Linked DNA regions of Arachis hypogaea: region 2 is linked to region 1. The links are chromatin contacts, called in public Hi-C maps. All regions are on one chromosome and are shown on one strand. Each heading gives the region's core, a stretch centred on a gene start, on an enhancer-like site or on the middle of the called end of the contact. The rest is flanking DNA. Distances are from core to core; before and after follow the strand shown. Region 1 holds the start of LOC112755361. Region 2 has its middle 15 kb from the start of LOC112755362.

Evidence for each region. Hi-C and Micro-C count contacts between places; a contact is called where the count stands out from the background.
Region 2: a contact with region 1 is called in a Hi-C map of leaf, with 2.0 times the contacts expected there. The contact joins the enhancer-like site here to the promoter of LOC112755361 in region 1. A contact is called at or near these places in 4 of 8 Hi-C or Micro-C datasets (leaf and an unstated tissue).

What each region holds. Positions count from the first base shown.
Region 1 is chr16:140,742,782-140,748,578 of arahy.Tifrunner.gnm2.J5K5, reverse strand. It overlaps LOC112755361, which reads right to left and starts at 3,401. Exons shown (of 3, transcript XM_025803403.3): 1 at 3,108-3,401; 2 at 2,891-3,022; 3 at 715-1,062. The coding sequence starts at 3,152. The coding sequence ends at 883. It overlaps LOC112755360 (GDSL esterase/lipase At1g28600), which reads left to right. Exons shown (of 5, transcript XM_025803400.2): 5 at 358-647. The coding sequence ends at 593.
Region 2 is chr16:140,778,410-140,783,953 of arahy.Tifrunner.gnm2.J5K5, reverse strand. No RefSeq gene overlaps it. Among protein-coding and RNA genes, the nearest start is that of LOC112755362, 15 kb to the left of the region's middle. Within about 2 kb of position 3,558, at least 2 of the 3 cell types and tissues checked have open chromatin away from gene starts, as enhancers often do.

The DNA.
Region 1 (5,797 bases), core at 2,152-4,651:
TAACTTATAAAGAGATAATTAAAGTGTATTTGATTTATGTTTTTAATTTTTGTTTTCATTTACAGTGTTTTTTATTTTTAGAAAATTGTAAGAAAAAAAAAGTAAAAACAATACTTTTTTATTTTCTTTTTCTTTTTCACAAAATTTTAAAAATAAAAATATAAACCAAATTATGTTTTTTATGTTGTAATAGTACATGACTAGGTGTATATTATTTTTACCACAAGAATGCATGAAAATTAAATTTCTGTTATGGTATAATTATAAATTATAAATAAACAGATTTCACATTAGGTTTAAAATGGAATGAAGATTATTTTAGGGTATGTAATTTATTTCTTGATGATGAAAATTCAGGTATTACAAACCCAATTTCAAGTGCATGTTGTCCGCTGACAGATGTAAACCATCCTACTGATTTGCATTGTGGCAGCCCAGGGGTCATAGCTTGTGTTGATCCATCTCAATACATTCCTTGGGATGGATGGCATCTTACTGAGGCAGCATATAAATTGATTGCCCAAGGTTTATTCAATGGACCATTTACTAATCCTAAACTTGATCTTTCATGCGTACATAATTCAGAAATATAGTATGATCTATGTTATCATCCAAAGAAATTAATCAAATAGATTTCGTTGTATTTATTTTACTGTTTCAGTCAGTCTAAAATCATAAAGATATATAGTTTGTTAAAAGCCTTCCACATATGTATTAAGATAAACGTGTATTAGGGATATGCTCACATTAAGAAAAGGTTCGTTACAAGAAATAATAAAATTTACATATTGAATCAAATTTGTTTGTTAATATTAATTATAACACACAGCCAAGGAATTACATATTGAAACTAATAAAATAGAACTTGAAAACATGCACTAATCAAGATTGTTCTAACAAATTTTCCAAATAAAGATTTACTAAGTATCTTCCAGTGGACAAAACATCAAGCCTTTTCTCGCTTGGTTCGTATTTTCCCTTCCGAAGCTGATAGCGATGTGTTACTGCTGAAATTGTATACCCTTGTCCTTCAATTGTCACACTCTCCCCACACTGCAGGTTCTGCTTTTTGGGGTAACAAAGAAGTTGGAAAACATTATGTTATGCACCAATTTAAATTGCATGTGCCATTTCTCGAGGAACTTTTCAACCATTCATAGTAGATTAACAATTTTAATAGGTCCTAATTGGGAGTAATTTAATATATCCAAATCTGATTGTCATATCTGTTTTCATGAAAAAGAAAAGACCGTGTGAATCATTTTAATTTTTAACCACAAAAGATGTAAATTAATTCGATAAATATCAAGGATTTGGTTAGTTCGACAAAAGTACCAAACTGGATAGTTTCTTGGATAGTTTTGCAAACTAGCTCAATCATTGATGAGTATCAAATTAGTTTACATCTTTCATATATTGAATTGTCAACATTTAAATCTCTGACGATCAGAAATTAAAGTTTATTTTAAAACTTAAGCAAACATATACCAGTTATCCAATGCTACCCTAGGGATATCTTACAAATTCTTTATTGGACTCACTTATCACATATCTAGTTCATGAGCACTCATTCAGGATGCCAAGCATCCTAATGGCTGCCCAATAAATATCATCGACACTTGCTCTAGTATCTACCATGGCACATCACACCTTGTGCCCCTCAACCAAGGACGGACTCTTCATCCTAGCATCCTCCCTAAACCATGTGACCATGGTGTGCACTGTGCACTTTTCTAACATTGTCAAAGGGGCATTCATGATGCTTGAATTCACTCCATTATTCGTCATCACCGCATCCGGTGTTAATTTTGGCTCTTACTAATTCACTATCATCCAAGCCTAACTGGATAAACATCATGCTAGTAGTGTCTTTGATGAACTTGTTGCTAGACCTTTTATAAAAAGGTGGGAGTATAATTGACAGTTAAACTTCGAGTAGCAACTATCCTAACTCTTACCTTAACGGCTTAGAATGGGAATTATTAGAAGTGATTCCAATTTCCAACAGCACAACTCTCTGAGCAAAGTCTCATAAGGTAGATTTTAATCATGACAGCACATAACTGTCTACACGGCTTCGGAAATAGTTTTGAACAGCACATGATTTCTTCTTCTGCAAGAACTATCAATACAGAAACAGAATTCAGCCACAATAGTTTCTACTTGGCAGTGATCACCAGGTTTTCAATTTTCTTTCTATCAGACCAACTTTTCTTCTTTTTGAGAAAAAGAAGAATTTCAATAAGTAGGACAGGGGGATAAGGATTCGCCTATACAAAAGCAAAGAAACTAAAAGATTTATCTATAAAACAAAACTTTCAAATTTCTCAACTTGACTTCATGAGCTTTGCACCATATAATCCTAACCCATAAAGTATGCTTGTTAAAAACCTGTCATTGAAAGTTTGAGCATTAAGCTCCAACAAAATAGTCCAAATACCGGTGAAAACTGCACAGCGCCAGAAACAATTTGTCTCTTATCTACTACCAAACCCAACACAGCAAACCTAGTAAAAAAATCTCATGTAGGGTTGCAGGGCACACCAAACATTCATAAAAAATGCTACACAAATTGTCACACCAACTTATTCTATAAGGGTGTTATTCTGTCGGTGAATGCTATGGTGCTATTATATTGTACCCAACTTATTAAAAAAGATAAATAAATAATATTTAATAAATTTTAAATATTTTATTTTTACTTTAAACATTTTATTGTTTATTTTTAAAAATAAGTTACACAATTTAGACATCACAATAAAAGGTCACATAGAATTCATCAATTCTTAAAAACAGTGGTTTACGGTAAAGATATTATATATAAATTATAATAATTAATAATCCTAGTAGAAAGAATTACTCAACCACTTTAGAGGGGGTGGGCACTTACAGGAGGAAGGCAACGAACGCCAAGACATTTGGGCGGAGGAGTAATCTCAACCACTTTGTACGGATGGATGCTACCCCGTTCTCTGTCTCTTTCTCTGTCTCTCTTCCTGCACGAAATCTCAAACGCCATCGTCTGCTGAAAAGAGGAGAATATGGTAAATTGACAAGTCTCAAAAGTTATATCCATGGGGAAAAATTACAAATCAGATTATGGTTACCTTTTGATACGAACCAAGGCTACTGTTCCATGACGCCATTGCCATTCTCTGGACTCCAACAAAGGGCTATTTTTCTTTCTTACTTTTCTATTCTGTTTTGTTCTTCTTTTCAGGTTTATGTGAAGTCCTGAATTCGCGGTGCCGATGTTCGAGCTAGAAGAAGCAAAATGGATAGCCCAGGGCCAGAAAAATCTGATTTTTCTTTCTCTCTTTCTTTCTTCTTTTTATTTATTTATTTTTAATTTTTAATTATGGTGGGACGTTGAGAGTGTAAGACCGTGGTTTCAATTTTTCTGAACACGAATAAAATAAAATAATAATAATAGGGATTTTTTTTCAAATAAATAATTCAATTATTTTATTTATCGAAATATATGTAATTTGACTTATCTCATTTACATTGAAATAATTATAAATGTATCTAGTTTATACCGTTAACGAGATAATTAATTTGACTTATACGTATTTTGTTTATAAATGCGATATTTGTAGTTTGGAAAAAAATATATATCTCGTTTTCAGTTTAAACGAGATATATGTATCATTATAAAAAAATTTGCGATTAAAATAATATTAATAATTCAAATTTTTAACATGCAATTAGTACTAAAAAAAATTAGTAAAAAAAATTAAAATAGATATGTTTGATCAATTAGTACTAAAAAAGAGTACATAAAATTTTTTAGATTAAATTATAAATCGAATTGGATTGATTTAAATTTAAAAAATAAAATATCCTACTTGTTGGGAATCGCTTCTCTGAGTATGTTCGGTTTGCCTACATAACTCATACCATTTTTCTTGGCGCTTTCCTTTATCCATCTCAATACGAAACCTTGTGAAAACTGGTGGCCCAGTTGCTTTTCTGCGTATGGATGGATTAGGACGCAATCGTGTCCTGTACCACTCCAGCCACAGCTTCTCGTCTGGTATCGATGGGAGCTCCACTTCATACACCTTGAACACAGCCTCTTGCCTTACCGGATGAACATATGTTCCCCACTTAACACTTGCAGCAGTACAGGCGGCAAGTGCATGGTGACATGAGAAATGGAGTGATTGGAAGAGATTACAATCACATGCGCCCGCATTCAACCGAATACGGAATGAACCTTGAGACCAACCCTCGAAAGGATTTAACTCCTCTACCACAAACACTGAAGCCCTCCTGCCATAGTGCGTAACACACATCTTCGAGATCCCCTCCCTGATCTTCTCAACGGCGGCTACCCGTCACTGAGGAAATTGATTTTCCGCGGCCAATTGTGTTTGTGCCTCTCCGCCCTTTCTGACGAACAACTGTTGTAACCTCTCGTAAGTACATTACACGATTGCTAAAATCGATAAATAACGCATACCCTTAAGTACTACATTCATGCACTTAGAGAGGTGCGTTGTCATATGCCCAAATCGGCGACCGCCGTCACAGTGTTGTAACCATAATTTCTTTTTGAATCTACTAGCCCAGTCTGTCATCTCACACGACAAACCTCTCAATGCATTCATGTACCACTCATACCCCACCTTACTTGGACTATAAGCAACATTTATGAGATATCGCTTGCTTTGGTAGATTTGAAACAAGACATGAAGTTCACGGCCATGTGCCTGACACAATAAGCATGGAACGCTCTAGAAGGGTTCCAACCACTATCGTTGGCTCTCAGTGCAGCCTTGATTGCTTGGGATTTATCAGATATAATCAACAGGCCTTCTTGCAGTGTCACATGTCGTCTCAAGTTTGTAAGGAAGAACGACTAGGATCTGTAGCCTCAGACTCAACAATTGCAAACGCCACAGGAAGGATATTACTGTTATTGTCTTGTGTCACTCCGATAAGCAACACACCGCGATATTTGCCATACAGATGTGTGTCATCAACGGAGACGAAGAGCTTGCAATGCTTGAAAGCCTCCACACAGGCAGAAAAAGCCCAGAATACCTTATCAAATTTGTTATAGTTGCGGACCACCAAGTGCACATCATAGTACGGTACGACCCTGAAATCACATATTGTTTCGAGGCAACAACTTTGCAATGCTTGGAGCAGTCTCGACACCTTATTGTATGACTCCTCCCAATCACTGTATATCTGTACAATTGCTTTTTGTTTCATCATCTAGACCTTTTTGTATGAGAGTTTGAAGTGATAGCTTTGCCTAACTGCACCTTGTAAAACAGGTATACTAACTAATGGATTGGACTATATCAGAATCAGGATGACACTACATATAAGGTTGCTATCCAACTGTTGATGATTCTAAGACATGGTGGTGCTAAATAGGTATCCGCACCTTCAAATTTACGCACCTCCCTAACGAAATAAAATATACATGGTAGGCATTTATAACCAAAATAAATATGATAAATAAGAATATAACACACAATTAAACTCTACTCGCCAATATCCGAGATTCTGCCGGAGGACAACATGGATACTCCAAGGACATCCTGATGCAAATTGCCGGCAATGGACATGGTACTTTAATCGATCCGACTCCACAACTCGGTACTCATCACTTCTGCGAATGCTGTAATTCTTCACACCTTGCATTACTGTCTCTCTGTTTTTGAATCTGTGGTCAACCTTGAACTCCACACTACCGAATATGTTGTAATTGTATCCCCTCATATTGAAAAATAGAGTTTTCTCGTGCATCATGTCCAGATCCAATGTATGATAATGACTG
Region 2 (5,544 bases), core at 2,309-4,808, 35 kb before region 1:
TTACCAGTGATGCAAGCTATCCCAGATGTCTTGGTAAGGACGAAACGCTACTCCATGTGCTAAGGGATTGCCCTTACATCCGGAATGTTTGGATAAGCAGCGTCGACAGCACCGTGCAAAGAGACTTCTTCAATCAAGATCTTCACAGCTGGATGGGGAAGAATTTAAGCTTGGTGAATCGTAAATATAATGGGACCTCTTAGCCCATATACTTCATCACCGTGTGCAATGCAGCATCGTAAAATAGAAATGAATTGATTTTTAATCAAGAAAATATCCCTGGTAATAGTGTTGCTTACTTAGCGCAGAATCTTGCTAAAAGATATGAAGAGGTGAATTCATTATTCGAGACCAGTAAGAAAATGCTTACCTACACTAATAAGATGCAGCACATCGGTTGGGAGCCGCCGGAGGAAGGAGGCTATAAGCTCAACACGGATGGCTCCTTCTTATCAACTTCCATAACTGAAACTTATGGAGGATTAATTCGAGATTGTCACAGGTGTTTTGTAGTTGGATTTTGAATGAATGTTGGAAAGATCTCCATAACTAAAGCGGAGTTTTGGAACATCTACATTGGCCTGAAACTTACGACCGAACTTAACATCCAGAGCTTGATTATTTAAACTGACTCGATGTGTGCTTTCCGGCTCCTCCATGATCACCCTGTTCAACGGCATTCATCAACTTCCATTATTCGTGCAATTAGGACTTTGCTAGTTAAACCTGTGTATTTTCGAATGAGATATATTTTCAGAAAAACAAGCTTTTCGATAGACGCTCTGGCTAAGCATGCACATAAAAATCCCATGGCCTCTATCTTTTTGAACAAGCTCCTACTTTTATTTTCCTGCAACTAGATGCACATTTCTAAGATTCTCTATTATTTAGTTTTTGTTTTGTTTGGATCTGTGGCCCATTTTCACATAAAAAAAATAGGTATTTTTAACTAGAATACCAAAAAAATAATAGATGTCATCATGGCAAAATAATGATATAGAAAAGAATAGTATTTTAGTAATAAGGTTTAAAATGTATGATATTTTAATTGAAAAACTAAGAGATAGAATGAATGGAAAATAGACCGTGACTTCTTTAATTTTAAAAAAAATATTTTATTTCAATTGTAATTAGCTAAAATGTTATATGGTATATTTTATTTGTCAAATTAATAATATATAATAAATTTTAATTTTAATTATAATAAAAAATTTTATATTATATTTTAATTATTAAATTAGTAATTAGTAATAATATATAAGAAAAATAGAATAAATAAAAAATAATAAAACAAAAAATTTTAAAAAAAAATTTAAATTAAAAAAATTAATTTAATTATAATAAAAAATTATTATATAATATATTTTAATTATAAAATTAATAAAATATTAAAGAATTTGGCTAGGTGCTAAGTGCTAACAGCTTCCAATGGGTGCTTCTTGCTGTCAATGGTAGCCTTTGCTTGGCGAACATGTTGCAACAGATCTTGTTGTGAGGAAATGGAGAAAGGAAGCATGATGTATCCAATCCAATTTCCCCACCTCACTTTGGATTTTTCAGCCATCATATCTGCTACATCCTTACCAACATAATTAGTGTTCGACCAATGCCTGCTTAATTTTGCTTCAAAAAACAAAACAATCTTGCATATTAAATGGAGACAACGGTCAAATTAATTTTTAAGAGATGATTTATTTTTTAAAAAAATAAATTATTATATATATACATAAAAGACATAAACACTGTATTTATATAAGAAATAAATGATATTTATAATTATGGAAGATGTCTTTCGTATAATAAAAATATTCAAATTTTATATTAAAAAATTTTAAATTATTCTTCTCTCTACCACTATTTCCAAATTACTTATGGCATGCTGTTACACCTTTCTCTCTCACCGCTACTGTCATTATTGGCTGCTACTTCTCTATTTACAATAATCACCTGCCATTTTCAATTTCACATCAACACTAGACGCCACTTTCTCCAAATACCAAGTAGAAGTGGAATATTTTTTTAGAAGACAATAATAGAAACCTTGAATCCCTAAAAAAATAGAAGAATGCAATACAGTGAAAGAAGGCCAAAAAAAAAAGAAGAAGAAGAATAAGAGAGACAAAACAACAACAATGGTGATCAGTAACAAGCATTTTTTTAACAATCCAATCCAAGCTAATCTGTTTTCTCTGTTTTTACACAATTTGGCCTGGACCAATATGAACAATCCAAAGCATGATCCCATCATGACTATTCAAATCAACTACTTCTATTGCGGAGAAATTGCAATCGCACTCTGCGTTTTTTACAAATTCGACAACATTTCTACTCTCATCAATTTCGTCAATGTTTGAACCGCCATCACCAACCACCACCAAGATTAGAACCACCATAACTTTTTTCATATTTGGTAGGGGCGGTGGCGGTGGGGAGGGAGAGGTGCAGCAGTACGCCATGAGTAATTTGGAGACCGGTAGAGAAAAGGACAATTTGAAATTTTTGAATAATTTGTTAAGGTTTTGGTACTTTCATCTTTTGTAGTTACAAATGTCATTTCTTTCTTATATGTGTATATTTGTTAGCGTTTGTATTTTTCATAGATTTTATTCTTTGTTTTTAAAAAGTTTATTAATTAAATTCATATTTTAAAGAGTATAAATTAATTATGTTTATTCTTCTATAATTTTATTAACAATTTTTGTCAATAATTAATCATATAGAATATTAACTAACAATATGTATGATAGATAATATGTTTAATTGAACATTGACTATATGTATTTATAAAAATTTATAAATTTAATCTCAAGATTGTATTAGAATTACGATTTATGTAATTGGTAATATAAACTAAATTTATAAATATATAAAAGTCAATATTCAATTAGATGTGTTAGATATTATGTATACTATTAGTTAATATTTTATTTTATTAATCATTAACAAAAACTATCAATAGAGTGACAAATAAACAAATATGATTAATTTATAATTTTTTAAATATAAATTTAATTAATAATTTTTTAAAAACAAATTTAAAAAATAATTAATTTTTTAAAAATTAATTTAACTATTAACCTATATTAAACAATTGGAATAGTTTTTTATTGGGTTGTATAACGGGACACATGGCTCAAGAGAAAAACAAACTAATACATTATACATAACCATGGGAGAATACTATCTTTTATCTATTATTAAATAAGATAAAATAATTTTAAATTATTATATCATAAATACTATTAATTATAAGGATTTGTTATTGGCTAATGTATGCACAATAGTTAATGCATGATTTGATATTCAAACTATAACACTTATTTAAGTGGACTAATGAGTTAACCACTAGACCAACTCAATTTAGTTAAAAAATATTTTAATTTGGTTAAAGTTAAACCAAGAAAGGATTTTTCTTTTCTTTTTTTAACTTGCAAGAAAGGATTCTTTAATGTGACTCTCCCTTTTTGAAATTAGCCCGTTGAATAAAACGAGGCCCTTTCATGAAAATAATGGCCTAGTTTCATATTCTGTGAATTAGATTGGATATTGGCCCATTAAGAAATCATATCAACATCCATGACCTTAACCTATCTTCTTGTTCGTTACTTTTTAGGTTTAACCATTTAGGCTTAGGCTCAAAAAAAAATTAATGCTGCATCTCGTTTTCATTGACGTAAGTTCGTGACTTCTGACAAGTCCCCCCCTCCCCCCAAAAAAAAAACTAATGCTGCATCTCGTTTTCATTGACGTAAGTTCGTGACTTCTGATAAGTCGTGTTAAGATTAAATCAATTTTATATGCTGTTGTTAATTTAATTGATTTTCCTTCTGATCAATCATTTAAGCAAAGTTGTCCCTGTTAAGTTTTAAAAGTTGAAAATATTTTACTATATGTATAATAAAATTAGCTACTAAAATCAGCTATGATGAATTTGTACATAAATATATATTATTTAACTTATTTTTAGTATATATTTTATATTTTAACATGTATTTTATATTAATAATTATTTTATTAATTGATTTTAATATATACTTAACATGGTTGTAAAAGAAATACGGATTCACTTTTTAGCATGTTGTGAAAAAAGTGAAAGAACACATGCGAATAGAAAAAATTAAGAGAAGAAATGAAATTAACATAAACTCAATCTACAATAAAAGAACTCAACTAGCTCATTGCGGCAGTTGAAGTTGGGACTCATGGGTGATGTTGATGGCTTCTCTTCTGTACAGAGAGAGATGAGTGCCTAACAAATTAACAACGCCCAATCTGATGTATGTATGTGTTTAAACGTGAACCAAGTCAACCAACACCTAACACAAATAGAGCTTTTAATAACCTCGTAGTCACACGATTTCTCATTTAATGATAACAATAATAATAATAATAATAATAATAATAATAATAATACTTAGAACCACCATGTGGCTTCTGCAATAATGTGGATCTGGTTTTCTGACCATGGGCAGATATAAAAACATTCATCCTTCTATTTTAAAATGGATTGTTTTACCTATAATTTTGAGACAATTTATCTATTTAATTAAAGAATTTAACTAATCTGCCTCATAAATGCACATTTTAAAAATATAATAATAATTTTTTTTTATATTTTTATTTATTCAATGCATTAAAACTTTTAAAGAAAAATTATTTTTACAATAATTTTTATAAAATATATTTTTTAGTGTTTAATCTATGTCTTTAGGAAGAAGTTAGCAAAACTCTTAATTAAATAATAGATTACATCTCGAGTGTTGTGAGGACTAGTTGAATTTATTCACTTTTCAAGTACTTAGTAATCGAAATGTGTAATAAAAAAATTTGACTTAATTGCGGTTGCAATTGAGATATGACAATTTTGACAATTACTTTTATGTAAAAAAAGTAAGAGAAAATAATAGAAAAATAATTTGTGTCTGTTCAAAGTTATGTGAAATAATATAATATAAAAAGATATTTATAGGTATTAAAAAAATTGAAATAATAAAGACGTAATATCTTATAATATATGTTTAGATATGTTAAATAATTTTAATGAAAATTAATTGATCTTAATATATTTTAGCATCTCTCCAAACTCAAGTGACAACTTGAGTTTGAAACTTATTTAAAACAATGAAATAAAGAGAAAAAAAACTGCATAAATTGATGGAAGTGTAAACGAAACTGCCAGAAAGAAACGTAGACAGAACTGTCGTCAGGAAGCGCAGACAAAACTGTCATAAGAAAAGCACGGACGAAACTACAGTAAAAAAAAGTGCAAACGAAATTGTAGCAAGGAAAGCACAGACAAAACTGACGAAAAGATGGTAAACCACCCAAAAACTGCGAAGAGATGGTAAAATAATAAAGGATGACGAAAAATATTTGGTTTCTCCGTGAGAATAGGTAAGTAGCGAATAATAGTGATGTTTGATTCATTATACTTGGAAAGACACAAGTCAGAAAGAATAGGCTAATCGGTGAGGTGAAAAAACAATATTAAAGGAATGATAAAAGACAAAGAAAAATGACATAAAAAAGTATAAAAAATACGAT